Regions from separate parts of the Mus musculus genome. Here region 1 is linked to region 2. The links are chromatin contacts, called in public HiChIP or PLAC-seq maps. All regions are on one chromosome and are shown on one strand. The core of a region is the stretch at or near the end of the contact, and the rest is flanking DNA. Distances in the headings are between cores, read along the strand shown. Region 1 holds the start of Tifa (TRAF-interacting protein with forkhead-associated domain). Region 2 overlaps Zgrf1 (zinc finger, GRF-type containing 1).

Region 1 (5,819 bases), core at 3,177-5,676, 200 kb after region 2:
TAGGATTACGTAGAAAGTGTAGAGATCCTGTCAAAGAAAAAAAAAAAGAAATATTTCCATGAAAATGTGGTCTGAGCTTCAAATAACTCTTAGTCAGTGCTCTGCTGCTGTGACGACACACTCTGACCACAGCAATTCTCATAAAAGAAAGCATTTAACTGGGGGTAGCTTATAGTTTCCAAGGTCTAGTCCATTAACATGGCAAGGAGCCTGGTGACACACAGGCAGACATGTTCCTGGAGAAGTAGTTGAGAATTCTACATCTAGATTTAGAGGCAGAAGGAAGAGAAAGAGCGACTTGGGCTTCTGAGATCCCAAAGCACACCCACAGTGACACACTTCCTTCAACACCCACAGTGACATACCTGCTTCAACAAGGCCACATCTACTCCAGGGCCACACCTTCTAATCCTTCTCAAGTAATGCCACTCTCTGATGACCAAGCACTCAAATACATGAGCTATGGGAGCCATTCTTATTCAAACCACCACATTCTGCTCCCTGGCCCCCATAGGCCTGGGGCCATATCATAATGCAAAACTGCTTTCAGTCCAACTTCAAAAGTCCTCACAGTGTGTAAATGCCTTAAGATGGTTTCAAAGTCTCATGGGAGACACAAGGAGAAAAACCGTAAACTACCTGTGAAATCAAAATAAAAAAGCAGATTACAGACTTCCAACTTACAATGGCACATGATACATGTCACCATTCCAAAAGCATGGACAAAGAGTGTAGTGAGTGTAGTGACTGGACCAAAGCAAGACTGAAAACTAGCAGGGTACGTGCCAAACTCTGCATCTCAGTGTCTGATGTCCAAGTGCTCTTTCACCCTCATCCTCCCTGCCCCTCCCCCCACCTCTCTCTTTCAGGCTGGCCCCACACTGAGTTTGGAGCTCTTCTCAGCAGGTTTCTCACAATTATGGCATCTCCAACACCCTTGGATCTTTGAACACAAATCCAGGCTTCACCTTCATGGCTTTACACAATGGCCTCTCTGGGCTTCTATTCAGGGCACCCCAACACACAGCTGGCCTCAGTGGCTTTCCTTAGCTCCAGAAGGAGATTCCACAACCCCTTTCTTATGTTCTTGACACCAAAATCAGAACCACCTGGCTGAAGCTGCCACATAACTAAGTGTGGTAATGAGAAATTATTTGCAACCCATACCATACCCTGGGGATTGGATGCTATGATGGGGGTGGGGTGCAGATCCAGTGACAATATCAATGCAATAGGAGAGATTTGACAAACTTTTACCTATTTTTAAAATAGGAATAGAATTTGTGTATTTCAAATTGTTGAAGGATTAATAGAAATGTGCGGAGTTATATGCATTTGATATTATTTTCACATTAACTACTAAGTCACTCAACATTATGATGGGGAAACCCTTCTTTTTGTATCGAGAACATATGTGATGCTGCTGGTTTTTGACTTAGTAAACAATTCAGGCTTAGCTCATGGAATATCCACTGCCATAAAGAGCTCAGCTCAGTTTCAGTGTACTTCCTATGAACCCCCACCACCCAGAGCCTTTGGCTCAGTCAAGGGAGGCTAAGGGTAAAAGCCAGTTGAGGTCTTCAGTAAAGCCACTAGAAAGGAGACACTGGCAGCCATGAGCAGCTCCTAGTGCAAAGAGTCTCACTCCTGGAGGTCATCTTGATGGAAAGATGGATTTGTGGGCTGGAGAAATGGCTGACAACCAAACAGAAAAAAAAAAAAAGATGAACTCTTGGTCCCTTTTCAAAAAAGGAAACCACAGAACTGGGCACAGTAGCACTGGGAAGTCTGTGGCAGGAAGAACATCATGAATTTGAGGCCAAGCTGGGCTATACAGGGAGAGGGGTTTTCTGTTCTGTTTTTTCCTTTAAGGGAACTATAGAAGATGAAGAAGGGGGAGGGGAGAAAGAAGGAGGAAAAGGAGAAGGTAGAGGAAGGAAAAGAAGAAACCCAATATGAATTCTAACAGTCATGTTCTTAGCAGATTAAAAAAAATATTCTTGACACTTTGATGAAGGGTGGTTTTGTTGTTGTTGTTTTGTTTTGTTTTTCTGATGCAGGATGTTTTAATCATGTTCTTTCTGCTTCCCCTTCTCAGCACATTTGTCAGAGCAGCACATTCTGGGTCTTGCAGTTCTCAGAGCTAACTAACGGGGCTGCCTAAGATTTGGCCTTGAATAGAAGAAGGAGAAGGAGAAGGAGAAGGAGAAGGAGAAGGAGAAGGAGAAGGAGAAGGAGAAGGAGAAGGAGAAGGAGAAGGAGAAGGAGAAGGAGAAGAAGAAGAAGAAGAAGAAGAAGAAGAAGAAGAAGAAGAAGAAGAAGAAGAAGAAGAAGAAGAAGAAGAAAAATCTGAAGTAACTTTGTGAAATAATCTCATTTAAAAACTGCTTTCACACACTCTAGGCCTAGATAAGATTGTAGAGAGGCTAGAAGCTTTCAGGACAAGGCCTAAGTTACAGACTGAGGCAGTAAGCCTCCAAATGACAATTGAACGGGAGAATAGAAGGTATTTTCATAGAAAAAAAAAACCTGCTTTCACTGGTCTCATAGGAATGGACAACAATAAGGTATAATTAAAAAAGACAGCCCAATTTAGGAACGAGAGGCTTAAGACCATTTATTTCCTGCATGTCTTCTGGGGGCTTCAGAAGCCTCCACAAACTGAAGTTACAGAAACAAGAGGGCACATTTCTGTTTGGCTTTTGCCCAAGTCGAGGCTTCAGGCTACTCATTCTGGACCTTCTGTCTTTGTCCAGAAGTGTAGCCAGCGGAGATTACTGGAGCGATACTGTAGCTATCTGAACTGAGATAAGCCAAGGCCAGTAACTGCAGCGCCAGCCAAGTATCCCTCAGGCCTGGAAGCAGAGGAACTCTCTCTCAGGTGCACACTCCTGCCTGATTCTTGCTGATCACATGCTCATCTTCGGTTTTAAGATCCATTATTTTTTAACTAGTTGTCAGGGTCAAGCAATTGTGACCGAGATTAGATTCTAATGTGGACCTGCATGCTTACTTAGAGTCTCTTTGGGATCAATCATGCCTGACAGTTCTGGAAAATAAAGAGCATGCCCTCTAGCATCCTGAATTTTAACCTGTATCTTCTGTCAGTGTTGTTAATAGCCCCTACTTAAATATTAATAGTATAAAGTGAAGGTTTCTATGTTATTTCTCTACTTGTGTTAATGCACTTTGACCATGTCCATCACTTTATTACTCCCTTATTCGTCACATTTTTTTCACATGTTCTTCAACTCAGCTTTGAAGATTAAAGAGTTCAGATGGAGCACAATCATGACGCTAGGATTCACAGGAGGCAGAAGGGTCTTGACTTGGAAGCTAGCCTGAGCTACATGACAAAACCTTGTCTAAAAAGAAAACCGTTAACAAGAAAGAGATCTGAGAGCAGAAACTCCGATTTTTATGTTACTTTATTGCCTGGGTTTATTTGGCACAATCACTTGGCAATGTCTTATCTTGTACCTGCTTTGATACAGCTCAATCGAAAGAAGATTCCGTGGCTGTCTCTTCTTCCAAGAAGGAATAATAAACGTTGATCATTAACCAACGAAATTACATCCCTTACTGGAATCTGCCTCACTTAAATGTACTTAAGTCCTTTCCCAGCCGAGGCTTCCCAGCAGAATTGGGGGGGGGGGGGAGGCCCTCCAGTAGACTGACAACAGTGCAGAAGCCACATCATTTTATTGTCCCAGAAAAAGACCTACCTCCCCTGACATTAAGGACAGAGTCCAGACAAATAAACAGTTTCCATGGAAAGACTGTGGGAATTGCTATTCAGGTTCCCAAGCAGAGGGGACGACGGAACGGACAACTAGAACATCCTTGGCAACTTCTACAGTCACTCTGGTTCTCTTCGCTCTGCTCTCCATCGCTCTTCTCCCTAAATAGAAGCCCTCTCCTACCTCTCTCCACAGCTGCCTTCTGTATTTCCATCCCAACCTCCTTGAACTTCGGAAATTAGTGTCCGGGTATCCAGTCGGTCCTCTGAAAGACCCTCACGAGGCTGTTGCCCCTGTCACCACTCAGCACTAGGTGTTGGGCGAAGAAAGGTTGGTTAGCCGGAAGTGACAGGTGAGGAGGCTTCTGGACGGCTTGTGCGCAGGGTGGCAGCATCCCGAGGAAGGTTCCAATCCTGTCTGGCTGGACTCTCATCCGCTCCCCACGCCTCGGGTTGAGCAGAGAGTAGCCACTGCCTCCCAAGGCCCGAGATCAGGCGCACATTCTTAGGGTCCCCAACGAGTCCTCCAACTGCCTGCTGGTCCACCACCCCACAGCAGCTCTTAATCTGGAACCGACCCAGTTCCTTTCTTCTCAAAGCCCAGCTCCCGGGTCACATGCCATCTAGAGCTGCCTCTTGTTGGAGAAGGTGCGGTCGCCCCGGGTGCCCGGCGACTCAAACCCGGTCAGTCAGGAGACCTCAGAGAGGCGACAGGGGGCAGGGCTTCCTGTGGAAAAGGGCTGGACGGCGGCGGCAGCCTCTTGCCTGGCTCTGCGGGGCTTTCCTCCCGGCAAGGGCTTTGCCGAGGTCACTCGCGCGAGGCCGCTCTTGGCGCGCCCGTGGGAGGCTCGGTGGCGTGGGAGGACCAGCGACCTGCGGATTCCTCGAGCTCCCACGGCGCTGGCAGCGACGGTCCCCCACCCCCACCCCTATCCCCAGGCTTCCACCAGAAGGCTCCGCAAGACTCACGGACCTCCAAGTCCCCAGGTACCTATTGGTCACCTGTTTAGCTTGAGAGTGGGGGACTGTCGCTTGCCTGCTTCTCTCTCTCTCTCTCTCTCTCTCTCTCTCTCTCTCTCTCCCTCCCTCCCTCCCTCCCTCCCTCTCCCTCTCCCTCGCTCTCGCTCTCTCTCTCCTTGGCTTGGTTTACAGGCAGTCTTGCACTATATACTAAGGAAAGGTTGAAAAAATATATAGCCAGCGCGATCTTAAGCTTATGAAATACGTGATCTTTATAAAATAAGGGAGGAACCGAACAATACTGGGGGAGGGGAGCGGTGTGTGTGTATGTCTTTCCTCTCCTATTCTTGCAAACTTTTCATCCAATCGGAAACTAGAAGGATGCCGCTTGTGCATTCTGGCTCACTAGCCGACATCCCGGTCCCCCGCCGTCACATGCTGTTATTGAACTTGGGAAATATCCCAGTCCGGAGTGCACAAGCCTCTTCCAGACCCACCTCCCGGCCGTAGCCGGGTCACAGGAAAGCCCAGCGTCGTTGTGATCCGGGATTTTCCAATTTTCCCAGAGGATTCGCATCCGGTTGCTGGGAGAGGCTCCGTGGGGGGTCCGCGGCCAGGGAGGGGAGTGGGGCCGGGGTGGGGATAAGAAGTGGAGGGTGGGCAGAGCGAGAATCGCCAACGCTGGAAAGCGCTGAGCTTGCCTGACGCTCTCCTCTCCGTACTTGGTTGCCCCCACTCTCTCTGAAAGATTGGGAACCAGAAAGGCTGCTGAGTCGGCAGTGCAGGTCTGCTTTGGTGTAAAATTCGCGGACAAATGTCTTCTAAGACACCCGGTGGGGCCATGGCAACTGAGGGAGTTGGGCAAGAGAGTAAAATTATCTTTTGTTTCTTCCAAGTTTCTCTTCCCCTTCTGCCAGCTCGGTGTCGGGTGTTTGTCAAGAAGAGAAGCTTTTTTGCAAAAATAAAAACTCCCTTCTTGTAATCACAATCGCTAGCATATCGACTCAGAGGAACCTCCATTTACAGCAAATTCTAAAAACGTGAGAAACCTTGATGGCATGCGTGACCCCTACCCAGGGGAGCCGTGCAAACTTCCCTTTAAACCGTTTGGACACCTGGC
Region 2 (5,326 bases), core at 2,447-4,946:
CTTAGCTCTGTAATAGAGTTTTATTTCTGTCACCGTTTCTTTTTTTGTTTTGTTTTTTGTTTTGGTTTGATTTGGTTTAGTTTGGTTTTTTTTTGTTTGTTTGTTTGTTTTTGGTTTTTCGAGACAGGGTTTCTCTGTGTAGCCCTGGCTGTCCTGGAACTCACTTTGTAGACCAGGCTGGCCTCAAACTCAGAAATCCGCCTGCCTCTGCCTCCCAAGTGCTGGGATTAAAGGCGTGCGCCACCATTGCCTGCTTCTGTCACCGTTTCTTAATTCAGTTTTGGATTATCCCCTAATACTTCAACAAAGAATATTCTTTGGCTCACTGCTATACTACCCAAGTGATCATCAAAATTTATTTCCTATGAAATAGACTGTGTCAACTATTAAAGAATCTGTAATATTTTTAGATAAAACTTTAATAATGTATTAAATCCTATGCAGTTTTAATGATTCATTAATGTATTTCTGCTTTTTACCTTTTTAGCAATTTCTCTGTTCCAATAGCTGCTGATAGAAAGGAGGAATTATAAAACTCATTTAGACAAAAGCTCACAAAAAGTGGTAATTTTACAAATAAAGCTAAAAATCTTTTGTCGTGAAAGATAAAATTCATAAATCACATTTTAAGTGAGCTCTGGGTTTTGCAGAAGGAATGTGAATAGATATGAATTCACTCTGTGGTTTCTTTGACTGACACTTGGTACAAACTGCACTCTAGACCTCTGTTACCTCATCTGTAAAATGGGGATGATACAGCTTTTCTCAGATTTAAATGCTTTGAATGTTCTATAAATATAATTGAGTTATTAAAGATACTTAGCTCAATAAAAGGAAAGAGAAGGACTTATATTTGTTAGCTTCATAAGAGTCTTCAAATCTATAAATTAAAATTTGAATCTTTAGATTTTGATATTAAAGCATTTACTTTGTGAGGGAGCTAGAGACTTACATTATTTTCTATTTTACACAGAAAGTCGGAACTGTCCGCTCTTGCCTGTACCCACTGCTTTCGAGAGCCTGGTGATGATTGGTGGAACATTTGTATTAACTCAGCACTATGTTTTCTTTCAGGATTGAAAACCATTGGTTTCCAGGACAGTAAGAACCTCCAACGGTTTCCGTTTCTAAGTGGAGCCTCAGCTCCCTTTGCCACTTTGCCAGCTGATGATGGCCCAGCTGTCTTAGATCCCTGTTCATTCATGATTGATGATGACGCGCGAGAGCCTTCTGGTTCTTCCATGTTGAACCTGTGTGAAGAGTCAGGTCTTTCATTCGACCTTGGACTTGAGGGCCAGGGTGGGACTCCAGGAGGTGTTTCACTGCTTCCTAAGAGTTCTACTCAAAGCAAGTGGCTGAAATATCAAAACCCACCCCAGTGCAACTCAACTGCTCCGAACAGACTTGCCAGCGAGGTGACCGAGGGTCTCTTTGCTGAAGCGGTGTCTGGCTTGCATTTTAGCCACACAAGTGAGAGTGAAAGTTCTGTTGACCCTGTGCGCCTGCAGATGATAAAAGGCTTGCTCCATCAACAGCAGCAGGATTTGGTTTCCAGAAAGCAAGCTTTTTCTCTGACTTTAAATCAGACTTGCAAGACTCAGGAACATGAGACTGTGTTAGGAAGCTCTGCCAGCAAGAACTGCAGAGCCAAAGATCTACAGGTGAGGTTTCCTCGTGTGCGTTGTCACCCTCAGGTGCTGTGTGGATTCCAACAGAAGATAAGCACTATAGCTTGGAGACAGTTTACTTTTTGATCAGATAGTTGTTTCGTACACCTTTCCCAGTAGTTATGAATATTGAATTGTATATTTGAAAGTCTCTGGTTGCAGTCCTGGCCATATAAAAAGTATTTAATAAGTTTTAGCTATTATCTCTCTTTCTGCCATGACTTCCAGTACTGATCTCCCTGTGATTGTTTTTATTTTTGACAATCAAATCAATCTTGCTGATTGAATTATTAAAGATAAGGCACACACATCTATTCCAAATTTGCTATGAGTCATTATCCTACTCATGACAGAAATAGAAATGTAATGTGATCCACTTGTAGTAAAACATATTCAAAATCATATTAAGAGGCTGATGAAAAGAATTAAAAGTGTCATGTCATGTCATTCAGCCTCTATCTGGTTTCATTCTATTTCAGGAGATAAATAATTCTGATCTGTGCTTCCCAAATGGGCAGAAAATAATATCAGCTTATCTCCCACAAAGGCAAGTTCACATACCTGCTGTTTTCCAGTCTCCTGCTCACTATAGGCAGGTCTTTACAGCTTCCATCATAGGTATGGCTGTTACGTTTTTATTCTGACTGACATTACTTGGTGTGAGTATTGAACTACAGAAACGCATAATGCTTTCTGGGTTTTCATAGTCACCTCTGGAGATTTGGTTTGCATGTCTAGTACCTATCAGTACCTTTGTTCTAATGTTAGATCAAAACTGAGCTTTAAAAGAGGGACATCGCACTACTTTTTAAGTTCTGACTTTTATTTATTAAGATAGAAGCAAATGAACCCATTACATTTAAATGGAAACTTTTTTTTTAAGATTTATTTATTTATTTCATGTATATGAGTATAACATTGCTCTCTTCAGACACACCAGGAGAGGGCATCAGATCCCATTACAGATGGTTGTGAGCCACCATGTGGTTGCTGGGAATTGAACTCAAGACCTCTGGGAGAGCAGTCGGTGCTCTTAACCACCGAGTCATTTCTAAATGGAAACTTTTAAGTATGATGAATAATTAGGTCTGAATGTTTTGAGGTATAAGAACAAAACTTGCCTTTTGAAACATTAATTGTTAAAACCCGCCTGTTATCCTAGCTCATTGGAGACTGCAGGAGCTTGAGAGTTTGAGACACAGTAAACCTGTCTCAAAAACTACAATTACAATAAAGTAAATAAATAAATGATGTGGTTTCCAAAAGCACAGTATTTATATGTATTGAACTATTACAGTGAGGGGCTACAGAGATGGCTCAGCTATAAACGTGCTTTATAGGGAGTATAATAGAGTCTGATAGACAAGGACATAATACAGCAGTATTGGATACATTATTTGGATGGCTTTGAAGCTGTTTTGTTTTGTTTTGTCTTGTTTTTGTTCCAGTTTGGCAAAATTAAGACAATGTTAAAGTACAAAAGGGATGTTATCGAGTTGGAGTTCAGGCTCAGTAGTTAGAGTGCTCATTACTCTGTCAGAGGGCCTAGATTCAATTACTGACACCCACCTAGCTGTGCACAACCATCTGTAGCTCTGGCTCCAGGGCATCCAGGGAATGTCTTTTGATCTCAGTGCCACTGGACACATTTGATGTGCTTACATGCATGCAGAGAATCACAAACATAAAGTAAAATAAATCTTTAAATTAATGGATGTTATAGTATTGGGTTATAATTGACTGCTAAAAGGCTGTTTTCAAATTGACTAAACAGCATTTGATACAAATATAATTTTGTATTTAATTTTCAGTTGTTTGTTTTGTTTTTTGTTTTTTTGGTAGAGCATCTGAATATATTGCTGTTTGAATTGGCACAAAGGCTGTACAAAGCACTTTCCAAAGTTGACATATCCTTTTATACATCGTCAAAAGGAGAGACAATGAGAAGTGGAAAAAATAATTCACCATCCTGCCACCATAATCAACCTGCCAAGCTTGTCATGGTTAAAAAAGAAGGTCCAAATAAGGTATTGCTTCTGCTCCCTCCCCACAGTGCCTTATGCATAGTTTAGGTTCTTGGACACTGAGACATGAGTTTTCTTTGTGGTATTAATAATCATAAACATAATCATAAACACAATAATCAGTGCTTTTTAATGGAATAAATGATCTGTGTGTGTTCCAGAATACAAAAATATAAATTAAAGTTAGCCTTCAAACTTCTTAGGAACTCACTGCACAGCACAGTAGTGGATGCAAACAGATACAGTGAAGAGAATGACACACACAAGAGAGGAAGGATATGCCTAAGCTACAGTGTCAGCACTGAGAAGTGGGATCCTCTGCCTCAGGGTCTAGAAAATGCTGAAATAAGATAGAAAGACATGAAGGTTGAAAGTTGCTGTACCAGCACTAGACAGGCCAAGCGAGTAGAAAACCACGGTGACCTCATGTGTATTCCTAGCATCACAAAGAGGGTTAGTAATATGTGGGTAGCCTTCACTCATTTGCACAACTGCTTTTGCCTATAATAGCAATAAAATAATTTCACTATTTGTATGCATCATTAGTTGAATATGTAAATTTGACTTTAAAAAGTCAAAAGCAAGAATTCATAAATAATAACATGGCCATAGATCAAAATAAATGACCATCAACATCTTTGTGTTCTTTTCAAGATTACTTGATACATGTTTGCATGTTCATGCTATGCTGTTTGTTAAAAGGGTTAGGTTACAGAGTATAAAATGCACCATTTAGTGAACTTTGTTTTAAGAAAACCTGTATGTGTGTGTATATGTAGAAAAAAAATACAAAATATTGCTAGTAGTTGTTTCTGGTAGATGTTAAGTTGTCTAGTGGACACTTAACTAGGGAACAATACATTACAATTTATGGCTATTTTTTTTTGTTTGGTTTTGGTTTTGGTTTTCCGAGACAGGGTTTCTCTGTATAGCCCTGGCTGTCCTGGAACTCACTTTGTAGACCAGGCTGGCCTCGAACTCAGAAATCCGCCTGCCTTTGCCTCCCGAGTGCTGGGATTAAAGGCATGCGCCACCACGCCCGGCTTATGGCTAATTTTTAAATACATTTTTTTAAGACTGCACATTAGTGTTTTGCCTTGCATGTATGTCTGTGTGAGGGTGTCAGATCCATCCACTGGAACTGAAGTTACAGACCGTTGTGAGTTGCCATGTGGGTGCTGGGAATTGAATCTAGGTTCTCTTAATCACTGAGCCATCTTTCTAACCCCTTAAATACATTTTACAATAATATTTATTTATTTTTATTTAATGTATATGTGTGAGTGTCTGCATATATATGTATTCACCTTATACATATCTAGAGCCCATAGAGGCCAGGAGAGAGTGCTGGATCCTCTAAATCTGGAATTACAGGTGATCATGAGCTGTCATGTGGTTGCTGAAAACTAAATCTGGGTCTTCTGCAGGAGCAATGAGTACTCTTAATGCTGAGCCAGCTCCCTGGCTTCTTGAATAAGTTTGTTCTCAGAATAATATACTCTTGATGAAGAAAAAATAAATAGGAAAGTAATACTTTATAATTTTAATACGTGCTTAAATTAATAAGAAAGTTTATTACTTGGAATACATTAATAACAGGTAGACTTTATAAATTGCTTTGCAAGGATAGTGCAG

Evidence for each region. HiChIP or PLAC-seq counts read pairs in DNA pulled down with a chosen protein or histone mark.
Region 1: a contact with region 2 is called in an H3K4me3 HiChIP or PLAC-seq map of bone marrow-derived macrophages, with 4 times the contacts expected there. The contact joins the promoter of Tifa here to the enhancer-like site in region 2. A contact is called at or near these places in 16 of 39 promoter capture datasets (the 3T3-L1 cell line, 3T3-L1-derived adipocytes, the C10 cell line and 11 more), 1 of 484 Hi-C or Micro-C datasets (bone marrow-derived macrophages), 7 of 115 datasets of contacts at active chromatin or transcription factors (the 230-238 cell line, bone marrow-derived dendritic cells, bone marrow-derived macrophages and 4 more) and 3 of 9 other capture datasets (adipose tissue, liver and macrophages).

Annotation. Positions count from the first base shown.
Region 1 is chr3:127,785,446-127,791,264 of GRCm38.p6, forward strand. It overlaps Tifa (TRAF-interacting protein with forkhead-associated domain), which reads left to right and starts at 4,427. Exons shown (of 3, transcript NM_145133.4): 1 at 4,427-4,726.
Region 2 is chr3:127,582,510-127,587,835 of GRCm38.p6, forward strand. It overlaps Zgrf1 (zinc finger, GRF-type containing 1), which reads left to right. Exons shown (of 26, transcript NM_197997.2): 10 at 1,075-1,661; 11 at 2,147-2,285; 12 at 3,510-3,694. Among named protein-coding and RNA genes, the nearest start is that of Zgrf1, 32 kb to the left of the region's middle. Within about 2 kb of position 3,697, at least 1 of the 459 cell types and tissues checked has an H3K27ac peak or open chromatin away from gene starts, as enhancers often do. A contact at or near this core is called in bone marrow-derived macrophages, where this site is marked.